Linked DNA regions of Mus musculus: region 1 is linked to region 2. A link is a contact called in public Micro-C data. All regions are on one chromosome and are shown on one strand. The core of a region is the stretch at or near the end of the contact, and the rest is flanking DNA. Distances in the headings are between cores, read along the strand shown. Region 1 holds the start of Catsper1 (cation channel, sperm associated 1). Region 2 has its middle 21 kb from the start of Ovol1.

Region 1 (6,532 bases), core at 2,175-4,674, 200 kb after region 2:
GCGAGTTTATCTGAAGGAGCACAAAGTCCAGCACTGCCATGACCATGATGAAGAAGTCTAAGGGCAGAGTGTTGCTTCAGTTTTAGGGAGGCCCCAACAGACCCTTAGCCCACACCTACAGGCTTTCCAAAACCACCCCATCCCCACCCCTTTTCTGTCCTTAGCTCCCCACAAACAGTTCAGTGCCCCCTCCCCATCCTATAGCAACCTTACCCACCCACCCAGGTTGTTCCATGGGTCATAAAAATACTCCAGGCCCAGGGCAATTAGCTTGAGGACTGCTTCTAGTACATAGATGGAGAGGAAGATGGAGTCCAAGACCATGAAGTACCATTCTGTGGGGACACCAGAGGCTTTCTCAGTGACAATCCCCAGAATCCTGGTCACCCTCTACTCCTCCCTCGTTACTGGGACCTCATGTAGGCCACACCCAGGCTTCCCTGGCTGGGATTTTTTGGTCTGTTTTGTTTTGCTTTACCCGTTTGGTTATTTGTTTGTTTTTGGAACTTGCTATGTAGGTCAGGCTGGTCTCAAACTCATGGAGATCTGCCCGCCTCTGCTTCATTCTGCTGGAATTAAAGGTATATTTCCAGCCCCCTAGCTCTTTTAAAGGACTTAACCACGCAGTTTGTGGGTTTTCTTGTTTGTAAAATAGGAACAAGAAACAGGCTTGGCAGAGTTCTTTATAAGCATTCTAAAACTGCAGCCTTGAACGGTAGTGCATGTACTGCACTGAGAGACGACTTTTCAATCACCTGGCTATATTGGGTTTCTAGAGGCCAGTGATCTCAGGCCTTCCACTTTTAAGCTTCCAGGCCTTTTGGTAGAAGTCTTCCCAGCACCCAGCCCACCTGGAGTGGTATACTCAGAGCATATCGCCACCTGGTGGCTACATTATGAACAGCATGGCCTACAGTTCGTTGGCTTTTCTGCAGACTATTTCTACCTCTGGGGATGTCAACAAGTTGCCAGGAGGCAAAGATGAGGAAACTTAAGGTTTTTGTTGTTGTTGTTGTTGTTTTGTCGATTGTTTTTGCTTTTGTTTTTTGCTTTTTCTGAGACATGGTTTCTCTGTACAACCCTGGCTATCCTGGGACCTGTAGACCAGGTTGGCTTCACACAGAGACCTGAGTCCCTCTGCTTCCTGAGTACTGGGATTAAAGGCATGCACCACCACTGCCGGGCTTAATGGACAAGGCCCCGTGACTCTTACCACCTCGGATCTCTAGCTCAGTGAAAGTCTGGGCCACAAGGATGACTGTGTTGAGGCAGACCACGATGAAGATAAAGGTCTCAAAGCCCAGGGACTGGGTCAGTGACAATATCATTTGCTGAAGACCCAAAAGGAGATGGCTTATTTTTTCCCATAGCAATTGGAAGATATTCCCGGTGTGTGCCTTCTTGTGGGCCCTCTGGGCCTCTGTAAAGGAGTCAGAAAGTTATGCTCTTGCAGGTAGTGATGGGGTGCAGTGATCCCAGGTACCCTCCCAGAATGGGCATCATTATCATTCCTCTTATGTGCCTGCCATCCTGCTTGTCCTGTTCTGGCCTTGGGGTCACTGTCCTTATACCTTCCACATCAGGGGCCCAGTTTGGGATTTGGTTTGACAGATTCTAAACATTCCTGACCCTACAACTCTAGATTTATCTTTGCTCATATGGAAACTTAAAGAAAACCTGATTCTTGTTACCATCCCACCTTCTTGATGATCTCTTTTCCTATTTAAGATCCTGCTAAACCATCCTACTCTGACCACTTTTATTCCCTTTCAGTAAGTCATTAGTCCTTCTCTGCACACTCATGAGACTTTTGCTGTGTTTGCTGGACTTGTAGGTAGAGTCTGGGAGACTGTAACTATTGGGATCGCTCCATGCTCGCCAGTAAACTGGTTTTTCCTTTTAGTATTGGTTCTCAGGTTATGTCCTCAGCAAGTGTTTCACAGTTTAGTGGGGCAAACGTGGGCACAGAATCCACAGAACCAAATCTCCTGATGTACAAGATGCCAGGCTCCTATCATTAGATGGTCTGGGATTGTACCCAACCCTACCTTTGGACCCTGTGAGTGAAGCAATTGTCCTAGCATTTTCTCTGCGCTGCCAGGACCCAGGAAGACTGGGTATCTACATGATTAGCTCAATGGTGAAGACATGCACATGTGAGTGAATGGAGTGAGGGCTAGAGGAGGCAGTGCAAGACTTTCAGAGCCATAGTGTAAGGAGTAAGGGGGAGTGAGCAGCCAGAAGCGAATGGCTGATTGAATGCACACAACAAGTGAGGACTGGGCTTGCTGATGGCTGAAAAGCAAGTTCAGGATCTGGGCGTATGAATCTGAGCAAGGAAGAAGTCTGGGTTGGGACCCCAGGAAAGACTCACTTTTGCGTTTCTGAACGTGATCCTCCCCTTCACTCAAAGAGGCTGATTCTCTCAAGCTCTCCCTGGACTGAGCTTTGCCGAAAATTTGAGAGCGAGCTCCAAAGGTGTACCGAGCCCCACTGGCTGTGCTTTTCGATCCCACATGAGATGGAGAGGTGGCAAGTGTGCTGTGAGACTTGTGTGAGAGTTGGGAGGCACTTGGGGAGCGATGATGGATATGGTGATGCATATGATCTCCGTGATAGTGCCGTTGCTCCTTGTGGTGGGGATGTTCACCATGGTGAGAATGGGCATGATGGCCCTCATGATGGTGATCAGCGTGGAGATGAGGTCTTTCCTGGCGACTGAACGGCGCATGGGAGCGATAGAACCGCGTACTGGAGCGATAGGAAATGGTGTCTGCATGATCTCTGTTCTGCTGGGGGTTAAGATGGTGAGACCTCTCATGGTATTGTTGATGGGTTGTCCCTTGGTGGCTGCCAGTAGAGGAGGGGTGGGACAAAGGTTCACTGGGTCTATGGGGGTCATCTTGGTGGGGATGATGATTCGGGTCAATACGAGGTCCACTCTGGGGTCCACCAGAGTGCTGGGACTCAGCAAGGGGGTGCGATCCACCATAAGCGTGAGAGATGTTATTAGGTAAGGTAGAGACACCAGCCCTGTCCTGCTGATAGGAATGATGGGAGAAAGCATTGTCATGGGAGTCTGAGAACTCACGCAAATGCTGCAATTCATTTTGTTGATGGAACCCACCATGCTGTTGGTATGGTTGTTGGAACATCCCATGCTGAGGAGAATCGTAATAGACGCCACCTTGGTTTGGCCTATGCAGGGTGGGGTGGGGGTGGGGGTGGGGGTGGGATTGATGGCTTGGGTCTAAGCTACCGGGGTGTGTCTCATGGTAAGACTCGTCCCTCCTTGAAGATTGATCCATGACTGTCTTGGAGCCCCTGGAACAAAGACAGCTCAGGTGTATAACCCAAAGTCCCTTCTCGGGATCCCCTCAAGCCAAGCTCAGTCCAACCACAGCCCCGGCTTCCAGGGAGCTCTGACTCTTCTCTCGGAATCTTCCTTTCTATGATGTCATCAGTGTGCTTAGGTCTCGCTTTACAAATGAGGACTTTCTTTGAGCTTATCATTCAGAATTGAGAACTATTGTGTCTAAACAAAACAAAACCCAAACAAATAAAAGATGAAGAAAAGGAATTAGCATAGCTCACTCACCTCTTTATTGTAAAATCAGAAAACTGGGCTGGGTGTGATAGTAAAGACCCCCGAACCCAGCACTAGGGAGGCAGAGGCAGGTAGATCTCTGTGAGCTCAAGTCTGGTCTACACAATGAGTTCCAAGTCAACCAGGGCTACACTGTAGGCATACATTTTTTGCAACCTACTTTTAATAAGGGTTTAACCTCTCCTCTAGCTCACCACCCAGCAGAGGCAGTGTTAGAGGAAAGTTATTAGGGTCTGGGGGAAGTGGACCTGTTCAGCAATAGTTCTTTGGGGACGAGTTCGATCTTTGTCAGCAGTTCAGTCCTGTAGCAAACACCAAATATGACTCAGCAGCTGCAGACCAGTCCTCTAGGCATACAGACTACACACATGAACCAGCAGCTGCAGACCAGTCCTTTCATCAAGCAGACATCAGACACAAACCAGCAACTGTAGTTCAAGCCTGAAGAAACCGCCAGGCTCACGAACAGGCCTGAGCCTGAGGCCATGGAATTGGCAAGCTGCCGCAGGACCATGAAGAGTGGTTCTTGGGCATTTCCCACAATGTCAGGGTTATCTCAAGTTGAGCTCAACATTGCTATGTAAATGGGCTCCCTCACGCTGAGGACAGGACTAAGAGGGAGCTAGCTGGCAGAGAATGGACGTGTGCAGCTGGCTGCTACAGAGAAGATGGGGCCCCCTGGTTCAGACCCACAGAAGAAACTGGTCTGACCGTCATCACTCAACTGGCCCTGCTGACCCAGCTCAGAGATATAGTCTCTCAGGGACCGGAGCAGCTCCAAGGAAGAGAGAATCTGGCAGACACAACCTAAAACAGAATGCCTGAGGCCTTAATCTCCACAGCCTTCCATGTTGACGAAAGCCTGGTGTTGCCCATCCTCCAAGTTACCCCTCCCCTCATGCCTTTTCCTGAAAGGATTCACCTCCAGCAGCCCTTCAGCCTCAGCCTTAGCCTCCACTTGAAGAAGGTAGGTGGTGGGAGGGGGTGGCTGTGCCCCACCCCCCACCCTGACCCCAAGGCCACAGTGGCAGGAGGGGAGAAGAATACAAAGAAGAAAAACAGTCTTTAGTAAAGAATAGCAAGGCAGAGCAAACCAAACCCTGGCTCGGTGCTCGTCTGCCACTGTCTGTGGCGTCAGATTTATATTCTTTCATCAAGCGTCCTTTCACATGTCTGCTATATCCAAACATCCTTTTCACCTGTGTCTGCTTCAGGAAAACAGTCTCTCGTGTGTTTGCTTAGCAAGATATCCTTTCACCTGTGTGCCCCAGCAACACAGCATTTGATATAACTAACTTTCCAAAGAACTATAAGTTTCCGCTTCACTGCACAGTGAAAACTTATCTCAAAACAACAAGAACCTCAACAAGCTGAAGGTAACCCATTAGGGTAATGCCAAATCAAGTCCGAGAAAAAGTGTGTGGCTCTATGGGTTAAATGTTTGCTGTATAAGCTGTATAGGCCTGAGCTCAGCTCCCTAGAACCCACTAAAACCCTGGACACAGCGACACAGGTGTCAGTAATCCCTAGGCTCCAATGGAGAGATGAGATGCAAAACCAGGGGGCCCTATAGAAGCTGCGTGGCGAATTAGGCTGCTGTATGCAGTGTTGAACAATAAGATCCTGTCTCAAGGTGGGAGGTGTGGGAAGTGAAGGATGCTCTGAGCCTGTGAAGTCCCAAGTGAATGTGTGTTGTTGATATGGACTGGCCATTTGGTGGTACACACCTGTAATGCCTGCCAGCAAGGTAGATCATGAATTTGAGGCCACCGTGGGCTACCTAGTGAGACTATCATATATATGTGTGTGTATGTATATTTTATGTATATAAACTTCCTCCAGATTTGGTCCAGCAAATGAAATTGAGTAGCATAGGATAGCCCCTCAAATTGTTTCAGATGAGCGGGGCGGTGGTGAATTGTTTCAGATGAGCGGGGCGGTGGTGGCGCACACCTTTAATCCTAGCACTTGGGAGGCAGAGGCAGGTGGACTTCTGAGTTCGAGGCCAGCCTGGTCTACAAAGTGAGTTCCAGGACAGCCAGGGCTATACAGAGAAACCCTGTCTCAAAAACAAACAAAATTGTTTCAGATGTTTAGGGACTCTGGGATCAGGAGAGGACTGGATGAAGGAAATGAACCAGTGTGCTTTGGGTCAAAAGATGGGACTGTGGAAAGAGCTTATTCCAAAGTAAGAGGCATCTAAAATGTTAGTGCTTTCTTTGCCATAAGCAAGATTTTTTTTCCAATTTTTTTTTGGGGGTGGTTCGAGACAGGGTTTCTCTGTATAGCCCTGGCTGTCCTGGAACTCACTTTGTAGACCAGGCTGGCCTTGAACTCAGAAATCCACTTGCCTCTGCCTCCCAAGTGCTGGGATTAAATGTGTGCGCCACCACTGCCTGGCCTCAATTTTTTAAAAGATTTATTTATTTATTTATTTTATGTATGTGAGTACACTGTAGCTGTACAGAGGGTTGTGAGCCTTCATGTGGTTGTTGGCAATTAAATTTTTTTAAAGGACCTCTGCTCACTCAGGTCAATCCCACTCACTCAGTCCCTGCTTGCTCTGGTCCAAAGATTTATTTATTATTATACATAAGTACACTGTAGCTGTCTTCTGACACACCAGAAGAGGGTGTCAGATCTCATTATGAATGGTTGTGAGCCACCATGTGGTTGCTGGGATTTGAACTCGGACCTCCAGAAGAGCAGTCGGTGCTCCTACCCACTGAGCCATTTCTCCAACCCTAAAGTTACAATTTTTTTTTGTTTTGTTTTGTTTTGTTTTGTTTTTTGAGACAGGGTTTCTCTGTGTAGCCCTGGCTGTCCTGGAACTCACTTTGTAGACCAGGTTGGCCTTGAACTCAGAAATCCACCTGCCTCTGCCTCCCAAGTGCTGGGATTAAAGGTGTGCGCCACCACGCCCGG
Region 2 (6,789 bases), core at 2,942-5,441:
TAAAGAACACCAAAACTAAGTGTGGTGGGACAAGGCCTTTAATGCCAGCGCTCAGGAGGCAGAGGGAGACAAGTCTGAGTCTGAGGTTAGCCTGGTCTACCCAGCAAGTTTTGAGCCTGCCAAGGCTGCATAGTGAGACCCTACTTAAGAAAGAAAGAAAGAAAGAAAGAAAGAAAGAAAGAAAGAAAGAAAGAAAGAGAGAGAGAGAGAGAGAGAGAGAGAAAGAAAGAAAGAAAGAAAGAGAGAGAGGGAGAAAGAGAGAGAGAGAGAGAAGAAAAGAAAAGAGGAAAAGAAGGAAGTCAGCAAATTACGTAAGCTATTCATAGCTTCAAGTAAAGTTATATTTAAAATTTCACCTTTCTTTATATTCAAAGAAATAAAATTGGATTTTTTAAAAAACCATAACATTTATTTTATGACTGATTGAAATCCTTAAGAAGGGACTGGTGAGATGGCTCAGTGGGTAAGAGCACCCGACTGCTCTTCTGAAGGTCCGGAGTTCAAATCCCAGCAACCACATGGTGGCTCACAACCATCCGTAAAGAGATCTGACTCCCTCTTCAGACACTACTCTTCTGGAGTGTCTGAAGACAGCTACAATGAACTTACATATAATGAATAAATAAATCTTTAAAAAAAAAAAAGAAAAAAATACTAAAAAAAAAGAAAAAAGAAAAAAAGAAATCCTTAAGAAGAACTGGATGCTGCAGCAGCTGCCCTCTTGGGTTTAGGTGTTGTCCTTCATGGAATCCACGTCTGAGTCTGTCCTAGACAACCTTTAGGTGCCTCACCTGCCCAGTCCTGGTAGTGTTTCCTCTCTTAGCCTCAGCACTCCAGTTATGCTCTCTCTTGCACTTGGCAGGGCAGCCACGTTTGCCATAAGTCATCCTCTGAAGGTGGCAGGCCTTAGAGCCACGGCGGCGGCACAACATGTGCTCTTACTGCAATGCTTTCCAAAGTATGATGTCTCTTTTGTCATTTTGCTTCTGCCACCAAAGCCAAAGAGAATAGAAGACGATTTTTGTCTGTTTTGTTTTGTTTTTTTGAAACAGAGTTTTATACTGTGTAGTCTTGACTGGCCCTGAGCAACCTGTGTAGACCAGAATGGCCCTAGAATGGCCCTGAACTCACAGAGCTGCCTCTCCTGCCTCCTGCCTCCTGCCACCTCTGCCGCCTCTGCCTCCTCTGCCTCTGTGCCTCTGCCTCACCTCTGCCTGCCTCTCTGCCTCTCTGCCTCTCTGCCTGCCTCTGCCTCTGCCTCTGCCTCCTCTGCCTCTGCCTCCTCTGCCTCTGCCTCCTCTGCCTCTGCCTCCTCTGCCTCTGCCTCTCTGCCTCTCTGCCTCTCTCTCTCTGCCCCCCCCCCCCTCTGCCTCTCTGCCTCTGCCTCTGCCTCTGCCTGAGCAACCTGTGTAGACCAGAATGGCCCTAGAATGGCTCTGAACAAACAGAGCCTCTGCCTCTCTGTGCCCCTGCCTCTGCCTCCTGCCTCTGCCTCCTGCCTCTGCCTCTGCCTCTGCCTCTGCCTCTGCCTCTGCCTCTGCCTCTGCCTCTGCCTCTGCCTCTGCCTCTGCCTCTGCCTCTGCCTCTGCCTCTGCCTCTGCCTCTCTCTCTGCCTCTCTGCCTCTCTGCCTCTCTGCCCCTCTGCCCCTCTGCCCCTCTGCCCCTCTGCCCCTCTGCCCCTCTGCCCCTCTGCCCCTCTGCCCTTCTGCCTCTGCCTCTGCCTCTGCCTCTGCCTCTGCCTCTGCCTGAGCAACCTGTGTAGACCAGAATGGCCCTAGAATGGCTCTGAACAAACAGAGCCTCTGCCTCTCTGTGCCTCTGCCTCTGCCTCCTGCCTCCTGCCTCCTGCCTCTGCCTCTGCCTCTGCCTCCTGCCTCCTGCCTCTGCCTCTGCCTCTGCCTCTGCCTCTGCCTCTGCCTCTGCCTCTGCCTCTGCCTCTGCCTCTGCCTCTGCCTCTGCCTCTGCCTCCTGCCTCCTGCCTCTGCCTCTGCCTCTGCCTCTCTGCCCCTCTGCCTCTCTGCCCCTCTGCCCCTCTGCCCCTCTGCCCCTCTGTCCCTCTGCCCCTCTGCCCCTCTGCCCCTCTCTCTGCCCCTCTGCCCCTCTCTCTGCCCCTCTGCCCCTCTGCCCCTCTGCCTCTGCCTCTGCCTCTCTGTGCCTCTGCCTCCTCTGCCTCCTGCCTCCTCTGCCTCCTCTGCCTCCTCTGCCTCCTCTGCCTCTGCCTCTGCCTCTGCCTCTGCCTCTGCCTCTGCCTCTGCCTCTGCCTCTGCCTCTGCCGTCTCTGTCTCTGTCTCCCACGTGCCAAGAAAAGGTGTGTGCAAGATGCCAGCTTATCCATTTGATAACACAAGCACATCATATAACTGTTAATAACATGAGCGTGATGTGCACCTGCAATCCTAGGATGAGGTAGGAAGAACTAGTTGCCACAAGGCCAGCCTAAGCTACACAGTAACTTAACCTGGGCTACCTAGTGAGACATTATCTCAAGAGAAACAGAAGGGAGAACTAAGCAAAAAGGAACAGAAACCTGTGTATAGATCAGCACTTGACAGGTGGAGGGGAGAGGCTCGGGACATCCTCAACAGGAGAGCTGGGCTGAAACCCAACAGCAAAATGGGATCACATTTGGTTCAAGAATGTGATCCAGGAGGAGCCATGAGGAATGACAAGGCTACACAAGGCGTTCCAGGCTAGCCTGGGATACCTTGAGACTGTTTCAAAAACAAACAAACAAATGTCAGGCTGTACTGAGCCTTGTACTCTTCAGAGTCAAGGTTGGCTCTGAAGACGGACTTTGCTTTCCGGAGTCTCCGCATCTGTAAACCGCAGTGACAGAGAGCAGACTTGCGTGGATTAACTATGTTTCACGGCTTTGGAACTACAAACGCCTAAGCACATGCTGAACGTGACAACTAAAGAGATTCTATTTTTATATAAGTCTGGCAAGGAAGACAAGCAAGCAGGTGAGGTCACGTTTCCGGGAGCCCCGGGAAGCTTGGGCGTGCTGGCCGTGAGGGACGGTTTCTCCACATAGAGTTCAAGCAAATTCTTGGATCTCCAGGTCCAAAATAATATAAAACAAGCAGCTTATCCTGACAAGCTCAAGAGACAGTGATCGGCAGCCTTGAGGAAAGAATGTTGAAGGCCCCATGAGACATCCCGACGAGCCATGTACTGAGCACAGAAGAAGGAAACAAGACAACCCGCAAAGACCCGTGGCCTCCTCCCCCACTTGTTTACTGATGCTTTGGCAAAATGCTTGGGGCCTGAGTTGGGTGGACCAAGGATGCCAAGGCTTGTCATCTAAGGAGCCTGGGAGAGGCTGGGCGGTGATTCCAGTTGGATGGGTCCCCACCCTGCACGAGGCAGGAAGGCAAGCTCATGAATCATAAGCCCCTCTTGTCCAGAGCCGCTCGCTCACGGAGTTCTGACGGATCACTCTCAGCTTCCGTGGCACGGTCCTGAACAGCCTTCTAAAGTCCTGCTGACCTCAGACCACCTAACTGAAATGGATTTACCACAGCCAGCTGGCTCTGCCTTGGCCAGACTCTTAACTGTGGCGCTTTTAAATGAGAAGCATGAGCTGCGACTCGGTTACCTTTGAACTTGGAGTTGTGTATTTATTTCTCTTTAGAATGTCTCCCTGTAGGCCTCGCATCTCTGCCTCCTGCATGCTCAGATTAGACGCATGTGTTACCACGTCTAGCATCAACCAACCTTCCTTTTACCTTTGGCTCTTTCAATGATGCCCCATCCACCTTTTCCTAGTTGGGAATTCTTGTAGTCATTCCTCTCCTACCTCCTCAGTTTCCCCACCTCAAATCTCTTCTCCCTCCTCTCTTTCCAACCTGCGCCCCCCATGCTCTTCCTGCCTGGCACCTGCAACCCAAGGCCTTCTCATGACAGCTACTGTGAGTTCAAGCGCAGGGAACATCTTGTAGGGTGAAGAGCTACCCATCCTTTTTTGTCTGGGGCCACCAAGGCTGAGTATCCAAGCCCCCCTACTCCTCCCTCCATTTCCCAGTTCACCCAGCGAGGCTACACTTTTCTCCCAGTTTTCCTGCCAGGTCCCCCTCTCCCCCAAAGCTCTCTCTCTCCTGTGGGAGTCCTGGGGTTTATCTACCCCTTGCTGGTGCTGACATGCCCTAGACTGAAGGCGCGCTCTGCAGCGGGCGAGCTCAGCAGCACAGGGTGCTGCTGTCAAAGGAGGCAGCAAGGATCCGCTCTGCTTGCCTGGGTTCTTCTGGCTCAGTTGCTGCCTCTCTGTTCCAGGCAATCCTGTTTACCTCCCCCATAGCCAATGGCCTGTGAAGACCTGGGCAGAATGGGAGTTCTTCCTGTCTCTTTTGTGCCTTAGAACCCTTCCCACTATGTTTTCTTTCTAATCCAAATCTCATTTCGAAATCTCCTGCCAGAGGGGTTTCCCAGCCCCTCCCAGTTTTGACTCAACCTGCTGATCACAGCACTTCTGAATGAAGAACAGAGACCTCAGGTGGGATTGGCTTGCCACCGGGCCCTGGGGACACTCCTGTGTACACCGCTCACCCTACCAGCAGCACCCAGCCTTATTCTCTACCTCCTGTTCTAAGAAGGAAAACCAGGTAGGTTTGAGCAAAGACTAAGGACTGGCTGGACAGCAGACAGCAAGCTGGCCATATTCCTGTCCTGGAGCTGCAGCTTCAGGCTGGGTCTGCACCAGGGACCCAGGAAGTGACCAGATCCTTCGTCTTCCCCACAACGTCTAGTGACAGCAGTTCTGCCTTTTAGTTCCCACCTGTGGCTCCACAGGTTAGCTTTTTAGACCCACCCACCCCTGCACCCCCTAGCCCTCCCCCCAGCATTGCCTAGTCTAGAGTGAATACAAACGTGGCCTGTCTTTCATGGGCTGCCTGCCCTGTAGCTGAGGGCCTTGCTCATTCTCCACAGAGATGACCCTGGGGGCGCCTGGAGGGTTAGCGTATCACCTCCTTATGCTAGCTTTATAGCGCAAGGTTCCGCTCACAACTCTTTCCCAAGAACAGTTTTGGCACCTAAAGGAACGCTGTGTTCCCGTGGTGTTGGTTTGATGAAATTAAACAGTGAGTCTTTTCCACTCCCGGCTCCAGAGTTACTGTTGTCTTTCTGATCTGCTCTCCCTCATGCCACTGCCAGACTCCTCTCATCTGAGTGAGTTCTCTCAGACTTCTGGGAATCTCAGCCTCTCCCAGGAATGCCTCCTCTCCACACTCCTGTCTTAAAATGTCTTTGTCCTCAAGGCTCTGCTGTGAATAATCGGCATGGACAAATGGCTCTTCTACACTTAAGCCAACATATGCCTCATACAAAATCCAACTCCATGCCAGGCTGGTGGCTCCTTAGAAGGCTGAGGCAGGAGGATCACAAGTTCAAGCCTACCTGGATTACAGAGTGAAACTGAGGCCACCCAGAGTAAACTGTTAACGCCCAGCCAAAAACAGAGAGAGGTGGGCGTTGGAGGCTCTCACCTTTATCCCACACTGCAGAGGCAGAGGCTGCAGAGTGTCGGCCCCAGGCTGGAAGATGGTTCAACTGGTAGAAGTGCTTGCCACTAGGCCTGACGATTTAGGTTCCCTGCCTGCACCCAGCGCAATGGCAGGAAAGAAGCGGCTCCCAGCGGCTCTCAGTCTCCCTCTCTGTCTCTTTATCTCTCTATGTCTCTCTGTTTCTGTCTCTGTTTCTGTCTCTGTCTCTCTCTCTCTCTCTCTCTCTCTCTCTCTCTCACACACACACACACACAGAGAGAGAGAGAGAGAGACAGAGAGACAGACAGAGATTCAGTTCAAGATCATCTGCTCCATGTTGAGTTTAGGCCAGTCTGAGACACATGAGAGATCCTGCCTCAAATAACAGGCTATCAGGCTAGAGGAATGGCGCAGTGGTTAAGAGCACTTGCTGTTCTTCCAGAGGTCCTGGGGTCAATTCCTAGCACCCACATGGTGGCTCACAAGTGTCTGTAACTCCAGTCTTAGAGGATGCAATGCCCTCTTCTGACTTCACCAGGCACCACCAGGCATGTGTACAGGCAGAACGCACATACACAGGGGAGAAAAAGAGAAAGAAGGAAGGAAGGAAGGAAGGAAGGAAGGAAGGAAGGAAGGAAGAGAGGGAGGGAGGGAGGGAGGGAGGGAGGGAGGGAGGGAGGGAGGGAGGGAGGAAGGAAGGAAGGGAGGGAGGGAAGAAGGAAGGAAAGGAAGGAAAGGAAGGAAAGGAAGGAAGAAAGGAAGAAAGGAAGAAAGGAAGAAAGAAAGAAAGAAAGAAAGAAAGAAAGAAAGAAAGAAAGAAAGAAAGGAAGGAAGAAGGAAAGAAAGAAAGGAAGGAAGGAAGGAAGAAAGGAAGGAAGAAGGAAAGAAAGAAAGAAAGAAAGAAAGAAAGAAAGAAAGAAAGAAAGAAAGAAAGAAAGGAAGGAAGGAAGGAAGGAAGGAAGGAAGGAAGTCCCTTAGTTTCTAAGAAAATAACTAACTAGGGCTGGAGAGATGGCTCAGTGGGTAAGAGCATCCGACTGCTCTTCCGAAGGTCCGGAATTCAAATCCCAGCAACCACATGGTGGCTCACAACCATTTGTAACAAGATCTGACGCCCTCTTCTGGAGTGTCTGAAGACAGCTACAGTGTACTTACATATAATAAATAAATAAATCTTAAAAAAAAAAAAGAAAAGAAAAGAACTAACTAAATGAAGGAGTGGAAGAGGCGTGTGGTGACTCAAAGGGTCTTTACCAGCTTGGCAGCACTTGCTGCAAAGTCTGAGGACCTCAGAATCTACAGAGCAGAA

The links. Hi-C and Micro-C count contacts between places; a contact is called where the count stands out from the background.
Region 1: a contact with region 2 is called in a Micro-C map of embryonic stem cells, with 4 times the contacts expected there. The contact joins the promoter of Catsper1 here to the enhancer-like site in region 2. A contact is called at or near these places in 3 of 39 promoter capture datasets (hippocampal neurons, liver and pre-B cells), 2 of 484 Hi-C or Micro-C datasets (the G1E-ER4 cell line and embryonic stem cells), 1 of 115 datasets of contacts at active chromatin or transcription factors (pancreatic cancer cells) and 2 of 9 other capture datasets (liver and pancreatic islet).

The regions. Positions count from the first base shown.
Region 1 is chr19:5,332,517-5,339,048 of GRCm38.p6, reverse strand. It overlaps Catsper1 (cation channel, sperm associated 1), which reads right to left and starts at 3,424. Exons shown (of 12, transcript NM_139301.3): 1 at 2,375-3,424; 2 at 1,214-1,420; 3 at 222-335; 4 at 1-57. The coding sequence starts at 3,308.
Region 2 is chr19:5,536,548-5,543,336 of GRCm38.p6, reverse strand. It overlaps the pseudogene Gm31166. Among named protein-coding and RNA genes, the nearest start is that of Ovol1, 21 kb to the left of the region's middle. Within about 2 kb of position 4,191, at least 8 of the 459 cell types and tissues checked have an H3K27ac peak or open chromatin away from gene starts, as enhancers often do. A contact at or near this core is called in embryonic stem cells, where this site is marked.